3 separate regions of the Sus scrofa genome follow, and all the other regions are linked to region 1. A link is a contact called in public HiChIP or PLAC-seq data. All regions are on one chromosome and are shown on one strand. Each heading gives the region's core, a stretch centred on a gene start, on an enhancer-like site or on the middle of the called end of the contact. The rest is flanking DNA. Distances are from core to core; before and after follow the strand shown.

Region 1 (5,067 bases), core at 905-3,404:
TGAGCATATTCCATGTGCTGGGTAGTAGTGGACCACAGGACACATTCGATTGCTGGTCTGCATATTTCTTTTTTGAAGTAGACCTGGATATTCTGTATAGGAAGCAGGGTTAACAACCAGTTTCAAGGGAAAGGGCAGTTACCTCTGATACCATTTCTCTGCATTTTCTTCTTTGCCCCTTCTGAGAATTATCTCTAACTTAAGATTACTTACAGTAATCTTTCATGTGAATTTTTTTTTTTTTTTTTTTTTTTGCTTTTTAGGGCCACTCCCACAGCATATGGAGGCTCCCAGGCCAGGGGTCTAATCAGAGCTACAGCTGTCGGTCTACGCCACAGCCACAGCAACACAGGATCCAAGCTACATCTGCAACCTCCACCACAGCTCATGGCAACACTGGATCCTTAACCCACTGAGTGAGGACAGGGATTGAACCTGCATCCTCATGGATCCTAGCTGGGTTCATTAACCACTGAGCCACGAAGGGAACTCCCTCATGTGATTTTTTTGTGTGTGTGATCTCCGCTTTATAGCTGAAGAAACTGCAGTTCAGAGAGATACAACAGCTTTTGTAAAGTCACTCAGCGAACTGGTACCTAGCGAATCAAGATAGGAACACATTGCATCTGGTTCCTGATTCAGTAGCTTAGGTATTTATTGTGTAGTGTTTATGAGGGGAAACAAATGTTTAAAAAAAAAGTTTGTCTTAGTATACTTCGGACAGTAGGCATTCAGGTTTCTTAATTTTTGTGTAGGAGACTGGGGACAGAATTGAAAATGTGTATTTTATCATAATCTTCTGTAAAAGATCCATACCTCACACCTGCTGATTTCTTATCGAGAGTGCCTTTAGGGGGTGGAGGTCAAAATAGAATCACTGAGGGAGCTTTTCCAAGCTGGCTTGTTCTTTTTGCTGATTCTGATTCACCAAGTCTGTCATGAGACTTAAGCATATGTGTATTCCAGCAGTGATTCAGATAGACTGCCCTCCCTCCTCACCCCCACCCTCACTCCACTTTGAGAACCACTTCGGGTAGATGTATAAAGTCTAAAGCTATGGGGGCTGCTCATAAAACAAATACATATCAAGCAAACACTAAGTGCCAGGCACTATTTTAGGCCTTTGGGATATATCAGGAAATAAAAACTTAGACTCTTGGCCTAATGCAGCTTATCCTCCAAATAATTTGCAGACATCTTTGAACAGTCTGTTTATTTTTAAGGCTAATGAAAAGAGGAAGACTCAGTGCCTTGAGTACTGATAAAGGAAAATAGGACCTGGGCCTTTTGAGAAATAACAAAGGTGAAATTAGATTAGATGTGAAATCAAAGCTCATTCTTCGTTAAGATTCAGTAAAGTCATTAGGATTTACGTTAAATTAGAGATTAGCGTTAATGATAGGTATGTATGCAGAAAGCCAACCACTGACTTAGCTCATTGCTTTTTGGGGAGGGGCTCGTCTCATCTCTAAAGTTCTCCATCATCCATACGTAATTTAGCTTAGAGTCCCAAGGGATTTCATGAATTTGTCTTGATCTTCTTCATGTTGGTACAGAGAACCATTTCTCAAAATCGTTTTTACTGGAGTTCCTACTGTGGCCGTGTGTCTCTGCAACACAAAAACGAAGGCTAAATCCCTGGCCTGGCACAGCAGGTTAAAGGATCTGGAGTTGCCCCAGCTGCGGTGGAGGTCACAACCATTGTGGCTCAGGTCTGATCCCTGGCCAAGGAACTCCATATGCCAAGGGGCCAAAAAAGAAAGAAAGAAAAAAAAATCACCTTTACCTTTGGGGGAGTTCTACAATTATTTATTTTTATTCACTGGTTCTTTTAAAATATGTCTCTTATAACACATATTTCTTTTCATCAGCCTTTTTGCAAGGTAGGAGGATTTTAATGTACTGCCTTGGCTTTGTTTCTAGATTACTGAAAACTTTTCTAGTACCCATTGGTCTGTTTTTCCACTTTTCTTTCCGTTATATTATCTTCTTTTTTTTTTTTTTTTTTAAACTGACTTTGGCTGGTTTATTTTGGATAAAAACTATGCCTAGTTTTTTAAAGCTTAAAAAATTGCCATTAATCACTGGTATCATAACATCCTCTTAAGGCAAGTTATCTTGTTGCTCTGTCCTCTAAATGTAGCATCCAGAGTCAGAAGGCCTCTGGCAGGGATAAAAATAGCCTTCCTGCTGGCTGGTTTGTTGTTAGGTTTACTGGCAGTAGGAAATCTTTTGAATTCCTTAATTGGATCAGCTCTTTGCTAGTGTCTCTCTAGACATTCCCTTCTGCCTGAAATTCGTAAATGTTTTAGATCTTCCAACTTTGTACCTGCCCTGAGTCAAAGCAATCCTTCTACATGAAACCAACCTTAAGCTATAGAAACATAACCCATTGACTTATCTTAAAGATAAATGTTAAATTTTTTGCCACCGTGACAGTCTGTTTTTCAGCTATCATATCAGAATTGAAAGATTGAATCTGAGCTATTGGTACAAAAGGAAGATCCTCCTTGGCTTTTATTAAAAGTAGCATTTTTAAGCTGAATTTTCAAAGTTTTCATTTCCTAATATACTTCTGCTTCTGCCAGTTTGGCTATCATAAAAGTAAAGAGGTTTTTTTTCTCTTCTCTTCCCCGGCGAAGAATTATATCCCTGTTTGTAACTCAGAACATTAGCAAACTCGCTTCTCTGAAGCTGAAAAAATCCCCCCATAATATGGCCACTCCCTTCTCCAAGGTTCCAGTTTGGGTCTTATGTGGCTTAGAGGAATTTTTCCTTTTTCTTTCTCTCACAAGTAGAAAATTATTGATTATCTCTGGCTTAGAGTTGATGAGGGAAAGGGAATGAATATTAATTGAGCACATAACTCTAAACTGGGGAGCTTTTCTGGGCATTCTGCAAAAATTATTTCTTGAATTTCTTACATGTAAATGGAAATCTCTGTTTCTCTGAGGTTCAGAGAAACAAAGTAATTTGATCTAGCTCACAAGATGGGCTTTGTCCAGCTCTACTCTTTTCACTGCGTGTTTCACTGCGTGGCAGAGACCACCAGTTGCTGGCTTTGTTTTTTTCATTCATTCAGCAGCTACTTATTGAGCACCTTCTCTTCTCTAAGCTCTGAGTTTCGAGACCCAAAATCTGTCCTTAAGGATTTTGTCACCCTAGAGGAAGAGAGTTTAGAAATAGATAATTTAAATATGGTATAATAAGTATAAGGGGTGTTGTATGGAGCCCATAGGCCTGTCTAAACCAGAGAGCAGGTGGCTTGGGGCAGGGATTTTCCGTAGGTTGCGAGACCTGTGAAAGAAGCTACCTGGACAAAATTGTGGAAGCTTGAGTGGTGAAACAACATCGGAAGCAGAGAGAAAGGAAGGCGTGCCAGAGGAAAGAACCAGAAGTAAAAGTTAATGCCCCATCCTGCCAAAAAAAGTTAGTGGGCCAGTACTTCTGAAAGTCCAGAATACCTACTGCGAGAAGGGAAATGGCAGTGTGAGAGATGAACCTAGAGAGATAGGCAAGAGAATTCAAATTTTTTATTTTTATTTTTTACAAGCTTTTAAACTGAACATCAGATCTTTCTTGGAGAGGGGTTTTGTTTACTGTAAACTCTGTGTATGTATACTTTAAATGGCTCTTTTGGAGGGGGTAAGACTCTCCATCCAGTTAATGTCAGGCCCAGCCAGTTTCTTCTTCGTAATTTTGTGTGGAAACATCTTTACTGGAAGCTGGTTGTATCATAGATACGTTAAGGGGTAGAATAATGTTACTGATTATGATTTGGGGACTTACTTTTAGGCCAATAGAATAAATTATTAAAAGTGATAATCTTTGTATCATTAAATGATAGAACATGTAGAATACATTTTTATTTGTTCATATTGATATGTGTTCGGCATTTGTGTATGGATAAGGTTGGTATTCAAAACCTGATTTTTTTTATACATTTCTTGAACCTTGCTTTGCGTCATCCAGGACCCCACAGCGCCATCTTGCGGCAAGTCTGAGGCAGTGCTGGTAAAAATAGCAGATAAAGAAAGGCAGGTACAGCACCTCCCTTAAAAAATGATGTAATAAAATTCATTAATAAAAATTTTTTTTAATTTTTTAAAATTCAGGTTTCTGGTGTAGCATTTTAAAAAATAATTACTATAATCTATAAAAAATTTTATTTAGGGCAGTATAGCCTTGTCTTACTTAGATATGAACTAAACAAAAATAGCAGAAAGAGACCCAGGAGAAGCATTGCTGGTTAAACAACAGCAAATAATGTATACTTGTGTGTGTGTGTGTGTGTGTGTGTGTGTTTGTGTGAGTGTGGTATATCATATGCATAAAACTTTTCATCTGTTTTAGGAATGCACCTAAGTCCATGCTTATCCTTTTCCTATTAGAAATTTTTAACAATATCCACTGAAAACCTCTCCCTTTTCTTTGGAGTATCTAAGTTTGTATAGTGAGAGTCAGTAAAAATATATTCAGAATTTCAGAGTTCTCTTATGGCACAGTGGGTTCAGGATCTGGTGTGGTCACTGCAGTGGCATGGGTTCAATCCCTGGCCCGGGAACTTCCCTGTGGCACATCGTGGCCAAAAAAAAAAAAAAAAAAAAAAGGCATAATCTAAACATATGTGTGTGTGTTTGTGTATACATATACACACACACTCAGAATTTCATGCTTCTTGTCTGTCACTTTTCAGACTGCACGGCTTTATACTAGACAATCTTGCAGAGTTATCCCTGTGTCATGCCTTGGCCGATACCATGTCCCCAGCAATACTGGCACAACTCTGAAAAAGAAAAGGTCATAGCATGAAATCTAGTAGCACTGTAGAATGTTTGCTATTTTATGTTTATATGTTGAAATGGTAGCATTCTATCATTTTCTGCTGAATCACCAGTAGCAATAATATGTGGGTTACTTTTTAGAAAATAATTTATTTTACCTAATTTTGAAATAATAGATATACTGCTAATATTTTAGCGTATTTGCTTCTAGTCTTTTCTCCTTTCATCTCATTAATTCAGTTACTTTTAGTTAGTATCTTAAAAAAATATGATAGTACACACC
Region 2 (5,067 bases), core at 1,740-4,239, 210 kb before region 1:
CTTCTTTAGCGTGTAGAACAGACTCGAAAATTTGTAGGTGTTCATTCAGTTTGTTAAATGAATGGTTGCCATGTTCAGAACAGGGACCAGGTGGTGGGCAGATGGGAAGTTCTGGAAGTGTGCTTTTTCATTTGCTCTGTACAACCACCCTGACTGGTGGGTTTTACCCCCATTCTACAGGTGGCTCAGAGAAGTGCCATTACTTGGCCAGGGCCATCCAGGGCTAGGGAGTGGCAGAGCTGGAATTCGAATCTGCATCTTTCTGTCTCCAAAGCCCAATGTCTATAGTCCCATCTTCTGTAACTAAGGAGGATGTCTCCAGCCTGGGCCTGGCCCCGCACGCAGGTATCTTAATGACCTCTGTTCACCTTGGCATGTTAGCATTGCCTGTTCCAAAACCAAAGACTGTTTAAGGCCTGTCTTCCTCCCTTTCATAGGGAAAACCTCTCGACTTCTTTCAATAAAATTTCTTCTGCTAACCTGACATGAGGATCCGATGAGACTGGAATATAAGCTTTGCTACTCCACATGTGGTCCAGAGGCCAGCAGCCTTGGCATCACCTGGGAGCTGTTAGGAATGCAGACTCCCAGGGCCCCTTAGCTACTCAATTAGACTGCGTTTTGACAGGCTGTCTTGGTGGTTTGTTTACACATCAGCCTTTTTTATTGCAATGTAGCTGACATGTTGTATACATTTCCGGTATACAACGAGTTGATTTGATACAATTACTGTATTTATTGCAGTCTGATTAACACCATGTTCTGTTCGCTAACAAATACTTCCATCAAGTCAAATAATTATCATTTCTTTTTTGTGGTGAGAACACTTAAGATCTAGTCTCTTAGCAACTTTAAAGTATATAATACAGTATTGTTGATTATAATCACAATGCTGTGCAGCTCCAAAACTTCCTCATCTTCTAACTGCAAATTTGTACCCTTTAAACAACATCTCCCCAGTTCCCCGCCCCTGGCAGGACCATTCTGCTCTCTGTTTCTAATGAGTTCCGCTTTTTTAGATTCCACATATGAAGGATCTCGTACAGTATTTGTTTTTCTCTGGCTTATCTCCATTAGCATAATGCCCTCCCAGGTTCATCCATGTTGTCACAAATGGCAGGATTTCCTTCTTTCTCATGGCGGAATAATATTCCATTGTATATAAATATACCACATTGCCTTGATCCATTCATCATCGATGGGCCCTTAGGTTCTTTCCATACCTTGGCTATTGTGAATAATAGCCAAGGTATGGAATAAACATGGGAGGGTGGGTACCGGTATTCATTTCCTTTGGATAAATACCCAGAACTCAGATTGCTGGACCAGCAAAAATCAACAAGTGGCACTGCACCAAACGAAAATGCTTCTGCACAGCAAAAGAACCAGTCAACAAAATGAAACGGCAACCTGTGGAATGGAAGAAAATATCTGCAAATCATACATCTGATAAAGGGGTAATAGCAAAAATCTGTAAAGAACTCATACAACTCAGTAATGACAACAAAAAAAATTTTGATTAAAAGTAGAATTACCACACATCAGTCTTTGAAAAGCCCTGGTGTCAGGTGCTGGCTCACATGGAGACACACTGTAAATGCTCAATAAAATGTTAGTTGATGATTGCAGGAGGTTGCACCTACTATTTTTTATGATAAGAAAGAATCTTAAGGAGTCCCCTGGTGGCTCAGCAGGTTAAGGATCTGACTGTCACTGCTGTGGCGAATGTTTGACCCCTGGCCCAGAAACCCGCATGCCACAGGTGCAGCCTAAATAAATAAATACATAAAGAAAAGAATCTCAAATTCTCCTGTGATGTAAATAGTCTCGAAGGCCCTTTAAAGTCACCGTTTTCTCTAAATCAGAAATAGAAAGCAAATTAAGAAATGGGCAGATTAGAAAGAACCAAACCCTTTTGGGTGGAAACCAAAAAAAAAAAAAAAAGAAAAAGGAAAGAAAAATATATCAAGTGTTGTGAGTGTTTCCTAGGCCATCTGTGTGAAGAAATAACAAAACCAGTCTTGCAATATCAGCAGGAGAAAATACTGGAGAGCTTTCCTTGACATAATTATTGGAACTGGCTCTTCCTGGTTCAGGAAAAAAAAATATTTCAAATACATCTGTCCTTTTTTTCCCTAGCATGCTTACAACTCCCGGTAAAGTCAAGAGTCAGCTCTCAGCTCTTTTTGATTCTACTCATCCTGTGGTTAATAATTTCCAGTTTACCCAGCAGGCTGCGTAACCTCCCCTTTCCTGGGAAAGCATGTCTGTGCTCCAGCGGCTGGCAGCGAACCTGTCTTCTTAGCAGCTGCCCCAGTCCTCCCGCCCGCTTCTGCCTTCTCTCCAACAGGGACCCTCCCGGTGGGTGTCAGAACAGTGACTTAGTGTTCTGCACGGGGAGAGGGAAGAAGAGAAGGCTGTCTCCTCTCCCTCTTCTTTTATAATACGGCGATGAGAAGAATTTCCTCCCTGTTTCCTGGGAAATAGCTGATAAAAGACATTTTGTGTGCTGCTATTTATGTATACCTAGGCTGAACAAATCCCCAAACCCTGCTCTCCCCAGCCCCCTCCGGAGCTGAACTTTGAAAACAGAGGACACTAATGAAAGCCTAGAGCCGCAGCCTGCGATGAGCCTGAGCCCCCATCTCGTCTTCCTCCTTCGCCTGCTGTTGAAAACTATGCCAGCTGCAGCCGCCATCCAGGAGTTGGCTTCTCAACCCTTCATGGCCCTGAGAAATGTCTTTAGGGGGCTGGCATGAGGGGATTTGGGGGAAAGTGGGCTAGACTAATCAGAGGGCACCTCCCTGCCCCCTGTAGCACCAGCCACCACGTGCCCTCTGGGAGCACATCTTAGCCCAGCAGCCTTGTTATCACCAAATCTGGGCTGAGGGGTTGTGAACAGGCTCGGTGAATTTCTGATCATCTTCTCCCCAGTTTATGTGAACGAGCAGCATGGCCGCAAAACAAACTGGCCGAAAAACCCAGGGTGTTCCCAAAGAGTGTACCTGCAACTTCCTGTTTACAAGCTCCCTGGGAGAAGCCCTAGGGACCAGTTCCGTACGCGTCAGTTTTCTTTCTGCTTCCTCTGATTTCCCTGACGTTGTGAGGGCAAAGGCCTTCCCTTCTGCCACCTAGAAAAATAGTATGTTGGGAACATGAGCGTGACTGAGAAGGCTGCTCAAAAAAAACCATCCAACCAAACAAACCCCCACCAAATTTGCAAGCTGGGATTTGTGACTAAGGTTGACTTAAGGCTAAATCTTTAGCTCCTTCTGGGTGCATCCCCCATCCCAGTATGGGGTCCCAGTCTGAGGCCCCAAGAGAGAGCCCAGCCAGGGACTTAACGGGGTCAGCCATGGCGAACGGGGAAGGCAACTGCAAAGGCAAAGGCTTCTAAGTCCCACCACCCCCAGCCCACCCCACCCCACCCCACCTGCTGTGTGTCCCTTGCTTCCCACATTTCCCCTTCCTGGACGAAAATGAAAGAGGGGTTCCCGGACTTCCCATCGCGGCTCAGCAGAAACAAATCTGACTAGTATCTGTGAGGACACAGGTTCAATCCCTGACCTCGCTCAGTGGGGTAAGGATCCGGCGTTGCCGTGAGCTGTGGTGTAAGTCACATATACAGCTCGGATCCTGCACTGCTGTGGCTGTGGCAAAGGCTGGCAGCTATAGCTCCCATTTGACCCCTAGCCTGGGAACCTTCATATGCCGCAGGTGAGGCCCTAAAAAGACAAAAGACAAAAAAAGAGAGAGAGAGTTAGGCATTCCCAAAGGGCTTTACCTAGGTGACACCAGGCAAGTGGTTGTCCCAAGAACACCTGAGTGATCTGGGAGATGTTCCTTTCATGTAGCCAGGCAGCGGGGGTGGTGGCACCACAGAGCCTACAGCATCATTGCCCTGGTCTGGACCTGGGAGCTTGTTAGAATGCAGAGTCTCAGGCCTTGCCTCACCCCACTGGTCTGAACATGCCTTTTAACAGACCCCTCGCCCCCTCCCTCAGGAAACTCCTGCGCACATTAAAACTAGAGAAGCACCGCCCTAGGGGACCCAGCCTTGCGTCCTCCTTAGGCAGAAGTCTGTGCTGACTCCAGACAACTTGTACTTTAAAAAAAACTCATGGCTCCCTTGACTTTCGTAATGGATCTTATTTCTCTCTTTGCTAAGAAAAATGGGTTTAATTCAGCTGACATGCTAGATTATTGGGCCTCATGTAAGACATACCATATAGCGGAGACCTAATAAGGACACTGCTATGTCCTCATAAGAAGAATTTCCCAGATGATGTGTCCTGAGACCTGAAAAGTCAAATACTAGAGGTGGCAGGCAGGTGACAAAGATGCACAGAGTGGGCTGAGTGGGCCTGTGAGTACTGGACAGCAGATGTCCTGGCTGAAGGGGGCAGATGCTACCCAACCCCGGCCTGTCCTTGTCATGCAGGGACCAGCCCAGCATAGCCAGATCATGATATTTTTCATGAGAAGCCTGAATGTGGATTTTTTTTAAATCACCCATTATTAAAATATTGACAGTTAATTACAACTTTTTTTTGAAAGAAAGAAAACGTGGGGTAAACCTAACCGAGCATATCAGGGAACGTCTTGGGGCCAGGGGTCTGTAACCTCAGATCGAACCCCTCCACCCCGGCTGAGCTCTCAGACTGCTGGGGGAGATGGAGAATTTGGATGTAATGCTGCAAGGGAACATGGTTACCGGAGCTCTGAAAAGAGGTACTGAGTTCAGCCTAAGGGCATCTTTATTCAAAGTGTCCATTGATTATTCACAAGTGTTTACTGATCCCCTACTACGAGCCAGGCTTTATGCTGAGGCTGCAGAGAAAGCAGTAAACAAGACAGAGCCCCCGCCCTCAAACAGTATGTGAGCTGGAAGTTGGGACACAGAGGCTAGAAATGGTGTTCCAGGCGGAGATACTTGCATGTGCAAAGGCCCTGAGGTACAAACAACATGTTGCAGGTTGGGGAGACACAGCAGATCAGTGCTGGGGAGCTTGCTATGTGATTGAAGAAGGGGTGTGCGCTGAGGCTGGAGAAGGAGAAACAGGTCTG
Region 3 (5,067 bases), core at 881-3,380, 150 kb before region 1:
TGGGGCATTGCCACAGTTGTGGCATGGGTCTCGGCTGTGGCTCGGATTCGATCCCTGGCATAGAAACTTCCCTGTGCTGTGGGTGAAGCCATAAAAAGTAAAATAAAGTAAAAGTATTGCTTCTAGTTCTTCACTCCCATAGAGCAGGATTATACATTGTACCTGTCACCCCGTGGTTCTTCATTTGTTCCCAGTAGAGCTGCTAGAGTTTAGCCCCTGCCCCCCCCATGGCACTGTTGTTGGACTTGGCCAAGACTGACCAGTGGGATGTGCGTGGACACGAGGGAAGCAGAGGGTCTCTCTGTGCTTGTGTGGTTTGGGCTTCTGTGCGCCTGTCATCCAAGATGAGAAAATCATGTCTCCTGGTCCACGCAGGATGAGGAGCACGTGGCCCAGACCCAACTCAACCTGGAGCCTGGAGCCAAGCCCAGGCGACCCCAGCAGAGGCACAATTTGTCCTCCAATTTGTGAGCATGAAGGAAAAAAAAAAATGCTTGTTAGTGTAAGCCACTGGGTTTGGTGGTTGTTAACCAGAATTAGTGCAGTAGCCGCCAGTTCCTACAGGGAAGCATCCCCTTCCATCCTCAGTTGCTTGGATGGAGCTTGGCAGCACCCAGGGGGGAGACCGTGGCTCAGGTGCGGTCAGCAGATGTCCCTGTGCTGCTGACTCTCCACTGCCACCCCCTCCCACCCACTCTCTGCCCTGCTCCCACCTGCCCCAAGCCCGGGGCCCCTCTTTCCCCTGCCGTTCCCACTGGGCTGGCAACACTACTGCCTTTCCTTGTCCCTCAGGCCAACAGCAGGTGCCAGATTCTCTCTGAGATCCTCCCCGCTGCCTCCACACCCCTCTCGGCTCCCTAACACCCCGTGTCTCAGTGAACAGACCAAGGAGTATTTTATATTCAGAACCACCCCCTCCGCCCCAGAGTTCCCATTGTGGCTCAGCAGGTTAAGAATCCCACATAGGGTCCATGAAGATGTGGGTTCAATCCCTGGCCTTGCTCAGTGGGTTAAGGATCCAGCGTTGCCGTGAGCTGTGGCATAGGTCTCAGATGCAGCTCGGATCCAGCGTTGCTGTGGCTCTGGCGTAGGCTGGCAGCTGCAGCTCTAAATCAACCCCTAGTCTGGAAACTTCCACATGCCACAGGTGGGGCCCTAAAAAAAAAAAGAAAGAAAGAAAGAAAAAAGAATCCCCCCTCTACCGGGATTCAGTCTGGTCCAGTATCACATTCCTGATTCTAGCTCCTGGATGCCCTTCATTTTTTCCCCAGTTGACAAAATGGGGATTATTCTTTGCCCTTTCAAGACTGTAGAGAGAGAAACAGTGCCCAGCCTTGTGCTTGACTCATGGGGGTTGCAAGATGGCTCATCTCTCCCTGCCCATCTTGCTGTGGCCGCCATCTAATGTAGTGCCAGGCGCTTGCTAAAGTGTTAATAAATATTTGCAGTTTGAAAAGCTCGATGGTAGATTTTCTTCCTTTGACCTTTCGATTATTTTCCCTCTTGAAATAGCAGAATAAGGCCCCTAGTGCTATGGTGACAGTCTCTGTAGAAATCCATAGCTTGTTCTCAGCACACCCACGGATGCCAGTGGGAGGCTGGCATAGATTTGGACCAATGGAGAGAGGGTTTATTTAGCCTTGTCCTGGTTACAAAGAACATTTTTTTTTTCTTTCAAGCGGACCTTCCTGTCCCCAATTCAGCCTCACCTAGGTCTCTGCTAATGTGGGTTAATTTTCCAGCAGCTCCTAGAAAGAGTATATTTCCAGTCTCTCCTGGGACAGACAGGAGTTTCAACCAGGATAAAGCAAGTTTCAGCGGAGAACATTCAGAACCTGCCGAGGAGTCAGGCTGCTCTGATCACATTCCTGCCAGGGGGTGGGAGCGTGTTTGCCTGGAACGAGTCGTCCTTTCGGATGCTGTAATCTGAGCTTAGAAATAGACTTGTGTTGCTCCCAGAAATCCCTACTGTTTTGGCCTTTTCTTTGTCAGGCTTGCTCTGGTCAAGGTTGAGCATCTAGGTTTAGGAATGGAGGTCGTTTACTGAAACCAGAGAGGCTCTGTCCCTTTAAGAGGGTCCTTGAGGAGGGACAGTCAGAGAATCACAGAGATGAGGGCCAGATGGCCAGTAAACAGGATGGCAGTGAGCTGGGGAGAGGACCAGCTGGGCCATCCGCTTTAGTAACCTTGCACTGGAGAAGACCTCAGCCGGTAGCTGCAGATGGAAGACGTGGGTGAGGGCTGCACCCTCTGATCCAGGGACCTCAGGGTGGTTTGACCGGCCCCACCTTCTGCCTGAATGAGGACTCAGCGTTCTAGAGCTGGGAGACAATGGGAAAGCAATAGAAAAAAAAAAATACGAGCTGTGGGTTCAGACAGATCTGAGTTCAAATTCTAGCCATGTTCCCTGGATGGTGATGGAATCTGAGTTTCCACTTCCTCATCTGTAAAATGGGATGATGATCCCGTCTCACAAATACACTGTGAGGCAGCTACCCGTAATGGCTAGAGTTCAGTGCATGGGGTAAAGCTCAGGAAATTTTTGTCAGCATACTAGTAACTTTTTAGCCAAGAGGGGCATAAGGTAAAATTTTCTCTGAGAGTCTGGAGTCCTGGCAATTTAAAAGAGAAATCCCCAAATTCCTTAAATACCTTACTTAGGATGCAAGCGTATCATTTAGGACTGACTGGTTTGTCAGCTACCCATAACAGAAAACCTGGATAAAAGTGGCCTAAACAAGATAAAGATTTACTTTTCTCTCATATGAAACCGCAAACAGTCAAGGACTGACTCTCTGGCCAAGGCTTTTTCCATCTTTTTGTTCTGCTGTCCTTAAAGTGTGGCTTCCATCATCAAGGTGCATTGCATGGTCATAAATGCTGCCACAGATCCAGCCATCATACCCACATTCCAGGTGCCAGCAAGGAGAAAGAGAAGTACAAGATTGTGCACTTCTCAAATGAGTCAATATTAAAACAAACAAAACCAACAGACAAATAAAAACTACCAGAAATTCCATCCAGTGATTTCTGCTTATAGCTTATTGGCTGCCCTACAGTGAGGGAGCTAGGAAATGTACCAGATGAGTGGACACCCCCAATAATACAGGGGTTCTGTTAGTTAGAAGAAATGGGAGAATGTTGTCCCTGCCAGAGTCAATGCTGAGCCTCTTCAGTTTCACTAGAAAGAGTTGCCTGGGCCAACACTGGGAATATTTTCCCAAGAACCAAAAGCATCTTGAGAACCTGAACCTCCATAGGTTGTCAGCAAAGGTTAATTCCTGTCCCTTCCAACCTCTCATTGTCCCTACCACTTCCATGTTAGAGAAGCTAACATTATCTTACATCCAACTTCATACGATATGTAGATTTTATGAATCAGAAAAGTTCAGAGTCAGAAGCTCAGGTGAATTACACATGGGTTCCAAGCAGAGAATTTACTGAAATCCTAAGACGAACTGCTGAATACTTTGCATTATCTCACACCTGTGTACCTTATCAGCTGCATTAGTCATCCATCACTGTGTAACAAATGACCCCCAAGCTTAGTGACTTAGGAAACAACATGAGTTTATTTCCTCACAGTTTCTGTGGGCCAGGAATCTGGGTGTGACTAAGCTGGGTCCTCTGGCTCAGGGCTTCTCACAAGGCTGCAACCCAAGTTATCCACTGAGGCTGCAGTCATCTCAAGGCTCAACTCAGGGTGACTCTGCTTCCGAGATCACTCACGCGCTTGTTGGTAGGATTTAGCTCCTCGCTTGCTGTTGGCAAGAGGCATCCTCAGTTTCTTGTCCCTAGGGCTTCTCCATAGGGTAGCTTACAGTGTGGCAGCTTGCTTCATCGGAACAAGCAAGCAAGAAAACAAGAGGGGAGTCTTTTAGAACCGAATCTTGGAAGTGGCAGCCCATTGCTATCTTAATCTATTGATTAGAAACAAGTCACTAGCTCCAGCCCAAACTAAAGAGGGGAGAGGGAACATTTTAGAAGCACCAATCAAGGCCGTACTGCATCGCTCACCTTCACTCTCAGGGTTCCTGATCCAGGAGCTGGGCTTCCATGAATAAGCCCAGCTCCTTCCTACCACAGGGCCTTTGTATGTGCGATTCTGTCTGCTTGGTAGGTAGCTCTCCCTCCCTATCTAGTTATACTCATTTTCAGAATTCCTCTCCAGCCTCTTTTTTTTTTTTTTTTTTGCAAGAAAACCTTTCCTGACCACCCTTCTCCTGAGTCCCTGGAAGGAGGGGTTCCTGGAACATCACTCAGCCCTGGGTCACCTTCAAACAGAGGCCTGGATCCGGTTCTCCCTCTTTTATGGTTTGCTGCAATGGGACCCTTTAGCAGTAGCTGTAATCCTCAAACAGAGAGACTTTGAATGGAGCTTACAGATTCTTGACGTCTCATACTGGGCTGCCCCAGAAGTCAAAACGGGGAAGAGATGAATCCCTATTTCAGCTGAGAGATGGATCCCTTTGGCCAAGATGCTTTTATGAACTGTATTTGTTCATTCATTCACTTGTGATGAGTATGAACTCACGTGCGGGATACATATAAAATATAAATTTCTTTTTTATATCTATTAAGTTCAGTTTCTAATTTTGAGTTGCCATTTGGCTGGAGTGGGTCACAGATGAATCACAGTCCATCCACCCCCTCCATTCCTAGCCGTTGCATCTCTGCTTGGTGTGCAAAGGTGAAGGAAGGAAGGCCACTGGTCACTGATGTCACCTTCAGTGGCACTTATCATTCAGAGCCATTGGTAAACTCAGGTCCTGTGGAACTGTCCCTTATTCTTAGCTTCAACCTGTCTCAGATCAGGTGACTCTGTGACCTCTGTGACATTCTGGGGCTCACAGGAATCATTGTATTACTTCTTATGTCTCACAGGATTGTGGGAAACTCTGTGAGATGTCTAAGTTCCCTATTGCCTACATGCCACGTGGATACTTTGGCTCTTTGGGGCCTTCCTTCCTCCCTGGGGGTCCCCCTTCCCTTCTGCTTGGAGATCCTACAGGTTGTCCCTCTGGGGCAACTGCCTTTGTCCCCACATCTGGCCCTGGAAGCAGAGCT

The links. HiChIP or PLAC-seq counts read pairs in DNA pulled down with a chosen protein or histone mark.
Region 2: a contact with region 1 is called in an H3K27ac HiChIP or PLAC-seq map of skeletal muscle. The contact joins two enhancer-like sites. A contact is called at or near these places in 3 of 47 Hi-C or Micro-C datasets (heart right ventricle and liver) and 2 of 2 datasets of contacts at active chromatin or transcription factors (alveolar macrophages and skeletal muscle).
Region 3: a contact with region 1 is called in an H3K27ac HiChIP or PLAC-seq map of skeletal muscle. The contact joins two enhancer-like sites. A contact is called at or near these places in 2 of 47 Hi-C or Micro-C datasets (fetal heart ventricle and heart right ventricle) and 2 of 2 datasets of contacts at active chromatin or transcription factors (alveolar macrophages and skeletal muscle).

What each region holds. Positions count from the first base shown.
Region 1 is chr16:50,462,953-50,468,019 of Sscrofa11.1, reverse strand. The region is part of intron 2 of CPEB4 (cytoplasmic polyadenylation element-binding protein 4); the gene reads left to right. Among named protein-coding and RNA genes, the nearest start is that of CPEB4, 34 kb to the left of the region's middle. Within about 2 kb of position 2,154, at least 13 of the 83 cell types and tissues checked have an H3K27ac peak or open chromatin away from gene starts, as enhancers often do. A contact at or near this core is called in liver and skeletal muscle, where this site is marked.
Region 2 is chr16:50,670,098-50,675,164 of Sscrofa11.1, reverse strand. All of the region lies in intron 3 of LOC102164818 (a long non-coding RNA gene), which reads left to right. Among named protein-coding and RNA genes, the nearest start is that of BOD1, 62 kb to the left of the region's middle. Within about 2 kb of position 2,989, at least 22 of the 83 cell types and tissues checked have an H3K27ac peak or open chromatin away from gene starts, as enhancers often do. A contact at or near this core is called in liver and skeletal muscle, where this site is marked.
Region 3 is chr16:50,611,169-50,616,235 of Sscrofa11.1, reverse strand. The region is part of intron 4 of LOC102164818 (a long non-coding RNA gene); the gene reads left to right. Among named protein-coding and RNA genes, the nearest start is that of CPEB4, 110 kb to the right of the region's middle. Within about 2 kb of position 2,130, at least 10 of the 83 cell types and tissues checked have an H3K27ac peak or open chromatin away from gene starts, as enhancers often do. A contact at or near this core is called in skeletal muscle, where this site is marked.